Regions from separate parts of the Rattus norvegicus genome. Here region 1 is linked to region 2. The links are chromatin contacts, called in public Hi-C maps. All regions are on one chromosome and are shown on one strand. The core of a region is the stretch at or near the end of the contact, and the rest is flanking DNA. Distances in the headings are between cores, read along the strand shown. Region 1 has its middle 310 kb from the start of Pvt1. Region 2 overlaps Pvt1 (Pvt1 oncogene).

Region 1 (6,056 bases), core at 240-2,739, 260 kb after region 2:
ATTTTGATTCTCTTATAATGCCTATGTCACATAGTCAGTCAACAACCAAAACTCTGCAGTGGTCTGCCAAGGTCAGTGTGGTTATGATCCTGTCTTCTGAGCCCATGCTTCTCTACTTCCTCCAGAGTTTCAGGATATAAAGTTCACCTTTACATTCTGTCTATATCTTTGCCCTCCCTGAGCTTGACCCCCTGCTTCTGAAGAAGCGTGTTTACACTTACTCAGAAATCCTCAGTTCATATCCCTTTACTTGCCCCTTCTGTATGATTTTTTTTTTTAGACAAAACCACAAACCCAGATGGGCAATTAGAGATTCACAGTGGCAGTAATTTGGGATGATTTTGGCTAATTGCTGTCCTGTGTGAAAGAGGGCATCGTCTTTGACAGCTGGCCTGAGCAATCAGAAGTGTTTGAGGAGAGTTTCTCTTAGAGAAACTTTGAAAATGGTGGGGGCGGGGGTGGGCAGTGACCTGCTATAGTTAGTCAGAATGTTCTATTTGCCTTTAGCCCTGCACTGGCAAAACCCTGAGCTCTGGAAGACACTGCATGGATTAAATAGCTCTTTGAGTTTGTGAAGTTATAGTCTCACTTACAGTTTAACAAGTTTAACACAGGTTGCTACTTTGACTGTCTCAGCTGAACTGGGAGGATCCCTAGACACAGAGAAGATGGGGAATTTGATGACATTATATTTCCTCTCCTGAAGTTCACTGGGAGTAAATTGTATGACCCATTCCTTCCCTCCCTCCTTCCTCCATTTCTCTTTTCCTCCCTTCCTTTCTCCTCTTTCTCTTCCCTCCTCCTCCCTCTCCTCCCCCTCCTCCTCCCCCTCCTCCTCCTTCTTCTTCTCCTCCTCCTCCTCCTTCTTCTTCTTTTCCTCCTCCTCCTCCTCCCCCTCCTCCTCCCCCTCCTCCTCCTCCTTCTTCTTCTTTTCCTCCTCCTCCTCCTCCTCCTCCTCCTCCTCCTCCTCCTCCTCCTCCTCCTCCTCCTCCTCCTCCTCCTTCTTCTTCTTCTTCTTCTTCTTCTTCTTCTTCTTCTTCTTCTTCTTCTTCTTCTTCTTCTTCACTTTTCTGCTTCAGACAAATTAGCACACCACCAGAGAAAGAGGAAATCAATTTACATTCTTACTTTCTTCTAAGGGCAAAAGAATACACTGGTTCACTCTCCTTTTCCATCTCTGCCAGGGTCATCAGTGGGTGGCGTTAAGTGCTATGCAAAGTCTGGGAAAGGTCTTGTTGCCACACTTTGTGCTCTTGCCTTTCTATGTGTGGTTTGTGTCACCTCTGGGCACTGTCCCCATTCCAGTGAATGCAGCATGCTGGGATCACACTGTGAAGCTGTAGGGGGTGTCTGAGTTCACATGTCCTGCATTCCAGGCAAATGTTTTTAATATTGAGCAATGCTATGATTTGCCAGGGTGAGGTCTGTACAATTGGAATGCCACTGAAAAGGAAAGTCCCGGACAGATAGTGACTCAAATCATCTCCTCCACTCACAATCCTTGGGGCTTTAATTCCTTCTCAATTCCCTCATGATAAATACAGCTCAGTGTACTTACTGACCACACAGCTCTTATTGGTTCTGATAAGTACAACTTCCCAAGAGATAGGGACGCAAATTGTTATATTTTGTTGAGTCATGTGTACTCAGCAACTCTTTCCCAAACATTGCATCAGTAATTGGCAGCTCCCAGGTCTCTGCTGGATAACACTCCATGCCCAGGAAAAGCTCTATCCATTTCATTTAAAAAAAATGGTCTCCCTCTGTCTGGCTGTGATAGCTGGCTCTTAAGGAAGCTGAATCCCCGAGGGAGCAAAGACAAACTGCATTCTCAGATAAGTTAGAAAACTATAGTTATTGTACTTTCTACCTACACTGGTCTCCTAGCAACAAGACAGCTGGTGGCTTCTACCAGGAAAAGGAAGCCTGGAACTTGGGGGAGCCCGTCTGAATTCTTGTCCGCACAGTCTGCTTTATTTGAAGCTTGGCTGCATTCTTGGGTGTGGAGACCCAGAAGTCCAGTCATCGGAACATTCCTTGACCTTTACTTGACCTCCATCAATGAGCAGATAGAGGGAAAGCAGACGGGAGGTGCTTTCACAAGAATTTTTTTCACAAGAATCTCCTTGGTTCAGAACAGATAATTTCCTTTCATTTGAGGAGGGGCAGTTGGAAGGCTGCCTATGACATGGAGAGAAATCCCAGAAAAAGCAAGGAGCTAAGTGGGTGTCAGAAACCAGGGGTCCTACTGGTGTCAATCTCTTCCTGAGGAGCATGGACAGAGAATTCTTGTGCTCTTGTTCTGACATAGTGTTGACTTTTTCAAGTATAAAGTAAGGGGACTGAAATAGATGTCCTCTCAGGGTTGTATGCCTATATGTGTTTTTAAATAATTTCCCAAATATACTATCATATAATCAGCCTTTCTGTCTGTCTCTGTCTGTCTCTGTCTGTCTCTCTGTCTCTCTGTGTGTGTCTGTGTGTGTCTCTGTGTATATATGTATCTGTCTGCCTGTCTGTCTGCCTTTCCATCTCCCTTGTTTACTGAGCTCTTACTATGGAACAGGCACTGATTATGAATATCATTTCACTAGTTTCTAATCCATATTGTAGCAACTACTCAAAGGCTCTCATTTCTACTTCCTACTGGAGGTAGGTTATAGGTCCTTGGAATGTAGGGACTTGTCCTAATTGTCCCCTAACCTTGATATGTTGTGTGGCACACAGATAAGAAATAACTTCTTTAGCCAAACAAATTCAGCACACTCATGTACACACGTGCCTACCCAGACACACACTTGCACACCCACAGGTGCACAATATACACACTTGTTTACCCACATATACACATTCAGATATCCATGCCCACACGGCCACATAGATATACTAAAGAGCAATGAATATCAACCACCAGTGTTGCCAGGACTTTTAAGCCAGGGCCTGAATTTTAGAGCCATATTGCACGGGTAAAGTACCTAAAATGATCTGATAGCAATTGGTCTTTCATACATCACTCAGTAGCTTCTACAGATACAGTTTGCTACTCTTCACAATTGTGAGGCTCAGTATGCGAGTGAAAACAACAGAATGGGGAATGACACCCAATAATGTAACTTTCACATCTCTACTCAAATGAGATGTAAGTTGATGTGGTGGTATAGGTCTTTAATCTCAGCCTGTGGGAGGTGAAGGAAGGAGGGTCAAGAGTTCATTGTCATCTTTGATGGAGTGGCAAGTTTAGGATCAGCTTGCACTACAAGATAGTTTGCTTCCAAATGAATAATGGATTACTAGATAGCTAAATGTAGAGTATAGGGGGTGAGAATATGACAGACATCTTTTACTGAATGCTGAACTTGAGGTTTGAAACGGTAAAACTATCCATCTACCCCTTTATCACCATTATGGAGCCTTGATTACTTGCTGTGTTTCTCGCTTTAGGCTCACGATATACTTTTTATTTCTTGCTGTCATTCATTGGAGAATGAATACCAATGATTAGATCTCAATTTCAAAGGGTATGGTTATTGACACTTAGACAGATTAACTACTGGACCCATATAAACTGAGCTACACCTGGCACAATGAAGATTTCTACGTAGGTAGCCTGACTCCAGAGAAAACTGTGCTGGCAGCTATGAACTACTCATTTACTCAGTGTCCCTGGGGTCTTGTGATCCCTGCTGATGTGGAGCTTCCTTTAGGCTCATCCTCAAGGGATTTTATCCTTTATGCTGCTATACATCATTGCCCCTTAGATTAAGAAAAAAGAATCCAGAAGCTAGAGAAGCACCAGTCACTGGAGTTTAACAGTGGAAAGACTTTCCACTAGGTCCTCGTGTCTAGTGAATTCCAATTGTGGGGCATGGCCTGGTTATTGGGTTGTAAAATCAAGTTAATAGTTCATGACCCACAGTCCAAAAATGAAATGAAATACAACAGACAGTATCAAAGGCAACAGCACTTGGGGCAATGTGGGGTGATGGCACAGTTGTATGTCATCAACATGTGTATTTGTTTGAGTCACTATGAGAAAGCATTTTTTTTTTACTGACTCTGTTATACCTGCCTATTGTTTCTCTTGTTTTTGTTTTTGTTTCTCCAATTCATCTTTTATGTAAAGAGGTTTCATGTACCCTAGCGGGAGGGGAGGAACAGGAAAAGATATTAGGATGAATTTCACAAATTCCATCTTCTAGGTTCTACCTGTTCCCTGTTTTGTAACTTCATGGACTATTTCATATTCCTAAAAGAGGTGGGCAGCACAAGTCTTGCCTAGCACTCATAAGACCATTGTATGCTTAGCACCCACTAAAGAGAAAAGAATAGAAAAGCCACTGAGGTCTATGTCAGAACTGTGGTATGGTGGATAGTCATCCATCCCTGTACGGTTTGGTTTGACACCCAAGGTTCAGATGTGCACCCAGAACTGGGCAGACAAGCATAGAACAGGCAGGAGGTTTAGAGATGTGGTTAATGCTGCTGTTTTTAGACACTTGTAAGGATCAGTGCAACAACTTATTACTTATACTGTATCTGCAAATAATGCGCAGAATTGAGCACATTATTTAAAGAGACATAGTAAACATTGCTACCTGATGGGGGTAGAGGAATAAAAGCTGGATGAAGCAGCAGAGACAAACATGGATAGGAGAGATTATACTTTGGTCCAGATCAGCAGCTTAAGTACAAATGTGACAGGAATTTAGTTGACAGCATTTCAGGGCTCAAAGTCCAGGGTTGTTAATTAACTTATCTCTGAGTAGTCACCACATCCTGGGCCAAAATCAAGGTAAGTGTGGCCACACTCAGCCTTTTGTGGACATAACATTGTGGAGTACTACTGGGCATATCTGGGGCAAAAAATGCTCAGTATACTTTACAGCTTCCAAATTAAGTCTCTTTTCCTAATTCTTCATTTTGGTTTAGTCCCATGACTTTGAGCATCAGATTGTGGCAGAAATTATTTGTCACTTGAGCCTATTTCCCAATTTTCAGAACTCTGATAAATGTATTTGTAAATAAGACATGGTTCGTCTCCTGGATGAAGTCAGTGATGAAGGCCTCCATCTGTCCTAGTCAAAAACCATCCTGTACCAACCAATGAAGCCATCTGTATAAGCCCATTTGAGATCAAGCACCCCTATCCTGTGCTAGAGCTGCTGACCTGACAATTGAGTCCTTCTTTTTGAAATAGCTTCAGAGCCTAGCAGATAAATGCATAGCCTTGTATTTGCATGCCCATTCTAAGGATCCTACGCTAGTCTTGTCTGAGTATTGAGAAACATTAACTTCACAGCCGTTATCTAGAAACACATGAAACACACACACACACACACACACACACACACACACACACACACACACACAGTGTTCAGTTCAGGTTAATAAGCAAGGCTCTGTGGCTCTGTAAACTTTCTGGATAAAAGGTTAAGAATGCTATACACTGCCCAGGTTGATCTTGAACTCCTTAACCTCCCAAGTGAGTAGATGAGATTATAAGTCCCTGCTGTGGTGGCCCAGCTTTATGAACTTAAGGATGTTCAGTGTAGTTAGTACTATTTCCAGATAGCAGAGGGTCAGGCGTAAATGCTCTTATCTTTCTGTTGTAGGACCCAGGCTCCCATTTCCTCTTTAACCATGAATGGGAGGATGAGGAAACACGATTCTTGCATTTTTGGTGGATCTGGAAAACCTGAGTGATCTTCATAGCTAGCTGTGACATTGAGAGCAGGGCACACCTGTCTTGGTGCACAGCTGGATCGTGTCTCTTTCAGAAAATGAGCAAATAGGATGAGTCCTCCATATTGTTCTTTAGATCCGATGTCTGATTGTTTTGTCACATCTCTCTGGGAAATGACCACCACGAAATATAAAAATAAAAGATAAAGGTCAGTTTTAAACATTTAAGAAGGTTAACTTTAAAAGTGAAGAATGTTTGCAGGAATATGATCTTGGCCTCCATCACTTGGGATTTGACATTAATTAAAAAAACCAACAAATAAAAGGATAAGGAATCTGGAACTTCAATAGTGTATGAAGTAATTGGCTACAGT
Region 2 (6,294 bases), core at 3,373-5,872:
ATGAGTATATTTGAGGGAGCTAAAAACCAGAACAGGGCATTTTGAGAGCAGGTGTTAATGACCTTTGGGTCTGCTAATCTTTGGCAATGCTATACCAAGCACATGATCTTTGGCAGTGCCAGGCAAAGACAAAACATACGTCCATGATTTTTTTTTTTCCTCCCTTCAAACTCCTGAAGACCTTTCCCCTATTCAGGATCTCCAGAGTGGGCTGGAGCATTTGGGAACTATAATTGTTGAGGATGAAGTGGAGGTTGCAGGCAGCTGCCTTCAGAACAAGTTGTTCCCAGGAGGTTGACAGACTGGTTTGTAATCAGATAAAGGCTGAATCCTTCAGAAACTTCTGGTTCCCGGCAGCTGCCATTATACCCCAGGCTCTGCCACAAAGGTGAAAGGGGCTGGGAAGAAGGAACAGGGACTTAGGAAGAAGGAGAAGAAGCCTGGACATGAGTCGGAGCCAATCCCTGTGAGGAGGACTGCAGCTTAGAAACAGGCTCAGACAGAACTAGAGTCCATCTGACTTTGCCACTGTCCAAGCTAGGGTCAGGCTTATAAAAATAGGTAATGCTGTTGGCATGAGAAAGAAACCCTTGCTGTCTTATGGCTTTCCTAATACACTATCAGAAACCTGAGCTCTAGGCTGGTATGTCTTTGGGCTTTTGGTTATGATGCCACTCACCCTGGTTCACAGAAAAGACGTCCCTGGTCCTAGAAAAGGTGACTAATGATGAGAACAGCTGAGCACCAAATGGTAGCTCATAACCATCTGACATCTTCCGGCTCCATAGGCACCATGCAAAACACCCATACTAAATAAGTAAGTCAATATATAAACAAATAAACTGATCGATAGTCTATAAGTTACAGAGCTCTGTGGTTTGATATGAATACACAGCAATTGCATGGATCTGAGAATCAGCTTTGCAGAGATTTTCTAGTTTTTGGTTGTTATGATGGAATTGCTATTCGTTGCCTATTTCGAGCCCATGGTCTCCAGGGAACCTCTTGCCTTAGCCTTTTCAGTAGCGGAGGACTCTGGATTTCTCTTTGCAGATAGTAAGAACTCGATGCGTTCGCAAGCTTTATTTTTGTATTTTGATTTATGTACATGTGCACAAGCGTGCAGTGCCTGGGGAACCCAGAAGTCAGCATTAAATCTACTGGAGCTGCGATTGAAGGCAGGTGTGAGCATCCTATGTGGCTGCTGGGCACTGAATTCTGATCTTTGATCATCGAGCTATCTCTCCAGCCCCTGAGAATGAAAGACGACTAGATTTCTGTGAAGCACATGCCTGTTTTCAGAGCACAAAATTAATGTATGTATGGTAGTACACAAAACAAGATGGCTATGCGTACTTTTTCCTTTGACTCACTTAAAATTGTATTTACTTGCGATTTGTTTGTTTGTTGTATTTATGTGTGAGAATGCGTGCTAGGATACATGTGTGGACATCAGAGTACAACTTTGGGGAATGGCTGTGTGGGTTCTGGGGCCTTCAGGCTCTGTGGCAGATGCCTTTGCACACTGAGTTGTTACTTGTATACCGAACTGCTATGGTGCTAGCCATTGCCACAGAGACTTTTATGTAACTCAAGATATACAGGTAGCAAAAAAGTATTCAAAGCAAAGGCTTATGATAAGCATGGAGAGATTAATTCTAAAGCAATTCATTCGTATGCTTATGATTTTATTATATATTAAAATTGAAAGCAAATTTTCTCGGGATGTGCTTATTTTTATATGAAGTATTGTAGCTATTTTTTTTTTTGCTGGCTATAGCAACTTTAGTGTTTTCTAGCTGTGGTCAATATTTTAATTTCATAATCAGTAATGCTGCTTCACAGAAATATGTAGTAGAAAATGGTAAAGTATTACAATAATATAATAATAATAATAATAATTATTATTATTATTATTATGGTTTTTTGAGATAGGCTTTCTTTGTGTAGTCATGACTGTTCTGGAACTTGCTCCATAGACCAGGCTGGTGTTAAATGGTGAGATCTCCCTGCCTCTGCCTCCCAAGGGCTGGGATTAAAGGCGGTACCACCACCAGCCACCTGGCTGGTAAAAGTACTTTTAAAGCCATTGCAGAGGTTTCTGGAATGTTTCTTCAAAGTATGTGTGTGTGAGGGAGGGGGATGATAAGGGGATAGTCTAGGAGGACTTGGGAGAGGGGAAAGAATGTGATCAAAATATAAAAAACGTTAAAAAATAATAAAAAAGTAAAACTTAAGACGGAAAACCAAATAGCAGTTTTCAAAACCATACGTTTTAACCTATGATGTGGAAGGTTATATGAATTTAATACTTATGATGATAGAAAAGACGTTGTCTATGTTTCCCATATTTACGCTATTGTTTTTCTAAAGGGATGGAAAGCTCCGTGCTGTAAAGCACTGCACTTCATAACACACAGTAGGTCCGGCTCTGCATTCGGCATGTTCACGGGTGCTGAATGGAGACGTGTGTAGTACAAAGTTCAATTGTGTTCACGCTACAGGGAAACCATATGACGCTCCATGGGTAGACCCTTCCAGAAATACCTCGGCTTCTTTCTGCTTTGGACTCAAACTAAGTGTTGGCTCTTGTGCATTCAAAACCCTTTTTCTTTTGACAAACATTTTCCTGACGTGGCCCTGCTCCCAAACCCCCATTTAGTTCGACAGTCCATCACTATTTGAGAAACTGGAACCTGAAGCTGGTCATTGGTTTCCTTCCCTGATTTGGAAGGTGTGGGGCGATAGGAAGTGAGCTGTAAAGGTTAGTACGTGCATGTGTGGATGTGGGCCCCACAGGTTTGAATCTCGCTGTGACTATCACTAACCTCTCTGGCCCTCTGTTTAGTCGCTCTCTAAAATAAGAAGTCACAGTGATGTCTGTCTCACAGGATTGAGGTTGTTCCGTGAGTTAAATTATATAGAACAATTGAATGGTATACTTTGCAGCATCTCAGCAAGATGGTAACCAGGATTAAGGGAAGTAAAGCCCTGAGTACCAAAACAAGGCTGAGAGAGTTGAGCTGAGGCCACTGGACATTCCTTATTATCAGGAAGACTCTCTGCTGTCACAACATAGGTGACTACCTACCGTTTCTCAACTTCTGGTCACATAGAAATGTGAGAAAGAATTCCTTTCTTCCTTCCTTTTTTAAAAAAGATTTATTTATTTATTATATACACTGTACCTGTCTTCAGACACACCAGAAGAGGGCATTGGATCCCATTACAGGTGGTTGTGAGCCACCATGTGGTTGCTGGGATTTGAACTCAGGACCTCTGGAAGAGCAGTCAGTGCTCTTATCCACTGAGCCATCTCTCCAGCCCATCTTTCTTTCTTTCTTTCTTTTTTTTTTTTCTGGAGCTGAGGACTGAACCCAGGGCCTTGCGCTTCCTAGGCAAGGGCTGTACCACAGAGCTAAATCCCCAACCCCGCTTCCTTCCTTCCTTCCTTCCTTCCTTCCTTCCTTCCTTCCTTCCTTCCTTCCTTCCTCCCTCCCTTCCTCCCTTCTTCCCTCCCTCCCCCCCTCCCCCCTCCTTCCCTCCCTTCTTTCCTTCCTTCTTCCCTCCCTCCCTTCCTTCCTTCCTTCCTTCCTTCTTCCCTTCCTCTCTCTCTCTCTCTTTCTCTTTCTTTCATCCTGGCTGTCCTAGAGTTTGCTATGTAGACCAGGCTAACCTCTAACTCAAAGATCCTCCTTGCCTCTGCCTCCCAAATACTGGGAGCAAGGATATGTACCACCATGCCCAGACTTAAATGAATGATCGGGATGCTCTTTCATAGTGATCCCTTGAGGGCCTTGGCCCTCCCTTCCTCTAATATAGAGGTCCAGCTTGCATGGCCAATGCTCTTGTGACTTTGCTGACCTAGATGTTACGGGGAAAGAAAGCAAATTTCTCAGGCTTCTCCTGGAAGCCTGTATGGAAGAGAAGCAGCAGGAGCTGCAGCGATCCCATAAAGAAGGGATAGAATAGAGGGATTCTGTTTGGAGTGGCCAGCTGACTGAAGAAAGGTCTCCACAATATATATATATATATATATCAATGTCATTTTGACTCAAGCTGGTTGTGACAGAAGCTTTCTGTAGGGGTGTTTTTGCTGGGGTAAGTGACCAAAGTTGAGTTTTAATAAATAAAGATGAATAAAGAGGGAGGGGAAGGTGGGAGGTTGGGGGTGGAGGCGGGGCAAGATACTCTCTGAGCCTGGACGTCATTCAGCATGATTTACACTGGGGGTTCCATTGTGCCCTTGGGCCCAGGCTCTATTTTGCCCCTTTGTTCCCTGTTCTATTCCTGGCTCCTCTCCCCCAGTTCTAGAAGCCAGCTTGCTGCAGCCCTAGCAGGGAAGCTTGCTGACTTCCTGGCCATCCCCACCCCTTCCCGGGTCCTGGATCCTGCTTCCTTTCTCCCCCCTCGACAGTGATCTCATCCCAGCCGGGAAATGGGACTCTTGTTGCCCCTGCCTATTTGCCCTGGCCGAATGACAGGGCTATCACGTGCCCTTGCTGGGATGCCAGGTGTCTGAATCGCAGGCAGAGGGCAAGGCAGGCAGAGGAGGGCATTCCTTTAGCCTGAGTTTTGTCGGTAGCTTGGCACAGGACCCCCTGCCTCTAGAAGTGACTCAAGAGGTTTTCTGCATGCCCTTCTAGTGGGCTGCTGAATCATGCTATGAGTCACACACACTACAGCTCTGTACTCAACAGTGAGCCCTTTGTGGAACCCAGATAGGCTTTCCTGATTCTTGGGGCATTTAAAGGCAATCCACACTGGCATTTGATGCTCTCTGCCCCCCTTAAGGACTCTTTTATCCTGATTCCTTTCCAGGCCTCTGCATGTGGGCTAGGGAATACGCACCTTCACGTCAGACTGCCAGCTACGATTCAGAATCCAAAAGTTCATTTCAAGTTAGCAGCTGGGTGACAGGCAGGGAGCCAGGGAGGTGATTAAGCAAGCTGGGGCAGGAGTGAAGTAGGGCAGATTCCTGGGCCCTGGGCGGGTCCCAGGAAGATCAGCCAACTTTCTTGTATCTGCTGTAGTTTGGGAGCATCCTGAAGCTCCCTTGAGAATTCAGTCTTTTTTTTTTTTTTTTTTTTTTGAGGGAACAGGTGCAATAATTTTTTTTTATATTAATTGCATTGTCCTTATGTCCTTATACCAATTTGGTGTTTGAAGAAGTGGGGTCTAGTAGGAGATGATACCAGTTCAGAGGCAGATCGAGAAGCAGAAGTCAGAACATCTAGAATTTGATGCGCAGACCTGCCTGACTCGGTTTAGCATCCCACCTCCAGCCCCCATGTCTGGTTGCGGGAGTCTCCCTCTTAAGGCACCTGTAGTACAGGAAACCAACTACCAAGGTGAAATACAAATGTCTTTAGAAGGCCTGGGCTCTCTGTGGGGCCAGCCTGCATGCTGAGTCCAATGCTTGCCTCTGGTAGAGGAGGGCATTCAACTGTTGTGGGCAGGGAGCTTGGCAGTGAGGACTTTTTAGGGTTTCTGTATCTTTCTGGTTCACACTGGACAGAGAGCCCTAGCTGACCCTGAGTGGAACGATGTTTGGTTGTATAGTTGTGCGAGCACAGGAGATGCTGCTAAGGTTTGGGCTCTGGAAATTTTCCTCTGCTTATGTGGCTTTGGTGGAGTCACCTCTGTGGGCTAGTGGTAGTTAGTTCTCAAGCCTGACCCATCCTTTGGGACTTAGTCTCTTTTATGGCTTCCTAGGTAAGACTGATGACCCATGTGTTAGTGCTGATGCCAGCCACTTGTGGAAGTGGTCCAGTCTTTAGCCACTGCTTCTGCACTGGGGCCAGATGGGCTAGACCTCAAAGATCTGTAGGGGCAAGTTGGTAAAGAGTCGTCCCTTGAATTCATCTGGAAGCTCATGACTAGAAAGATGACTAGGAGGGCATTGTTCCCTTCTATAGAAGGTGATGAGTGAGCTGGAAACAGCTTTGGGTATGGATGGGCTTTGAAGGCAAGCATTGTGACTCGTAGCACAAAGGTAGATGGTGATGGGGAATTTCTAATAGGGTGTTGCTGTAGAACGAGGTTGTTACAAACCTTCTGATCCTCCCTTCCCTGCCTCCCTGGTGCAGGTGTAGGCAATGTCACCAGATTTCTGGGTTTGATAGACGCCTTCGGAGCTTTCTTGTGTCCGTGTTGATTGGTTTTCTAGAGGCATCATCTATTACTGTGGCGTTCCAATACGAATGGCCACTTGAGTCGTTTTTTCACAAACTCGGATGTACCACAGTTGCTTCTGTGACCTGGACCTACCTTTTATTTATTTTCCCCCCACCG

What was found. Hi-C and Micro-C count contacts between places; a contact is called where the count stands out from the background.
Region 1: a Hi-C map of liver shows a contact between it and region 2, with 4 times the contacts expected there. The contact joins two enhancer-like sites. A contact is called at or near these places in 2 of 12 Hi-C or Micro-C datasets (liver and mammary epithelial cells).

What each region holds. Positions count from the first base shown.
Region 1 is chr7:95,850,367-95,856,422 of GRCr8, forward strand. No RefSeq gene overlaps it. Among named protein-coding and RNA genes, the nearest start is that of Pvt1, 310 kb to the left of the region's middle. Within about 2 kb of position 1,490, at least 26 of the 93 cell types and tissues checked have an H3K27ac peak or open chromatin away from gene starts, as enhancers often do. A contact at or near this core is called in liver, where this site is marked.
Region 2 is chr7:95,588,594-95,594,887 of GRCr8, forward strand. The region is part of intron 1 of Pvt1 (Pvt1 oncogene); the gene reads left to right. Among named protein-coding and RNA genes, the nearest start is that of Pvt1, 46 kb to the left of the region's middle. Within about 2 kb of position 4,623, at least 66 of the 93 cell types and tissues checked have an H3K27ac peak or open chromatin away from gene starts, as enhancers often do. A contact at or near this core is called in liver, where this site is marked.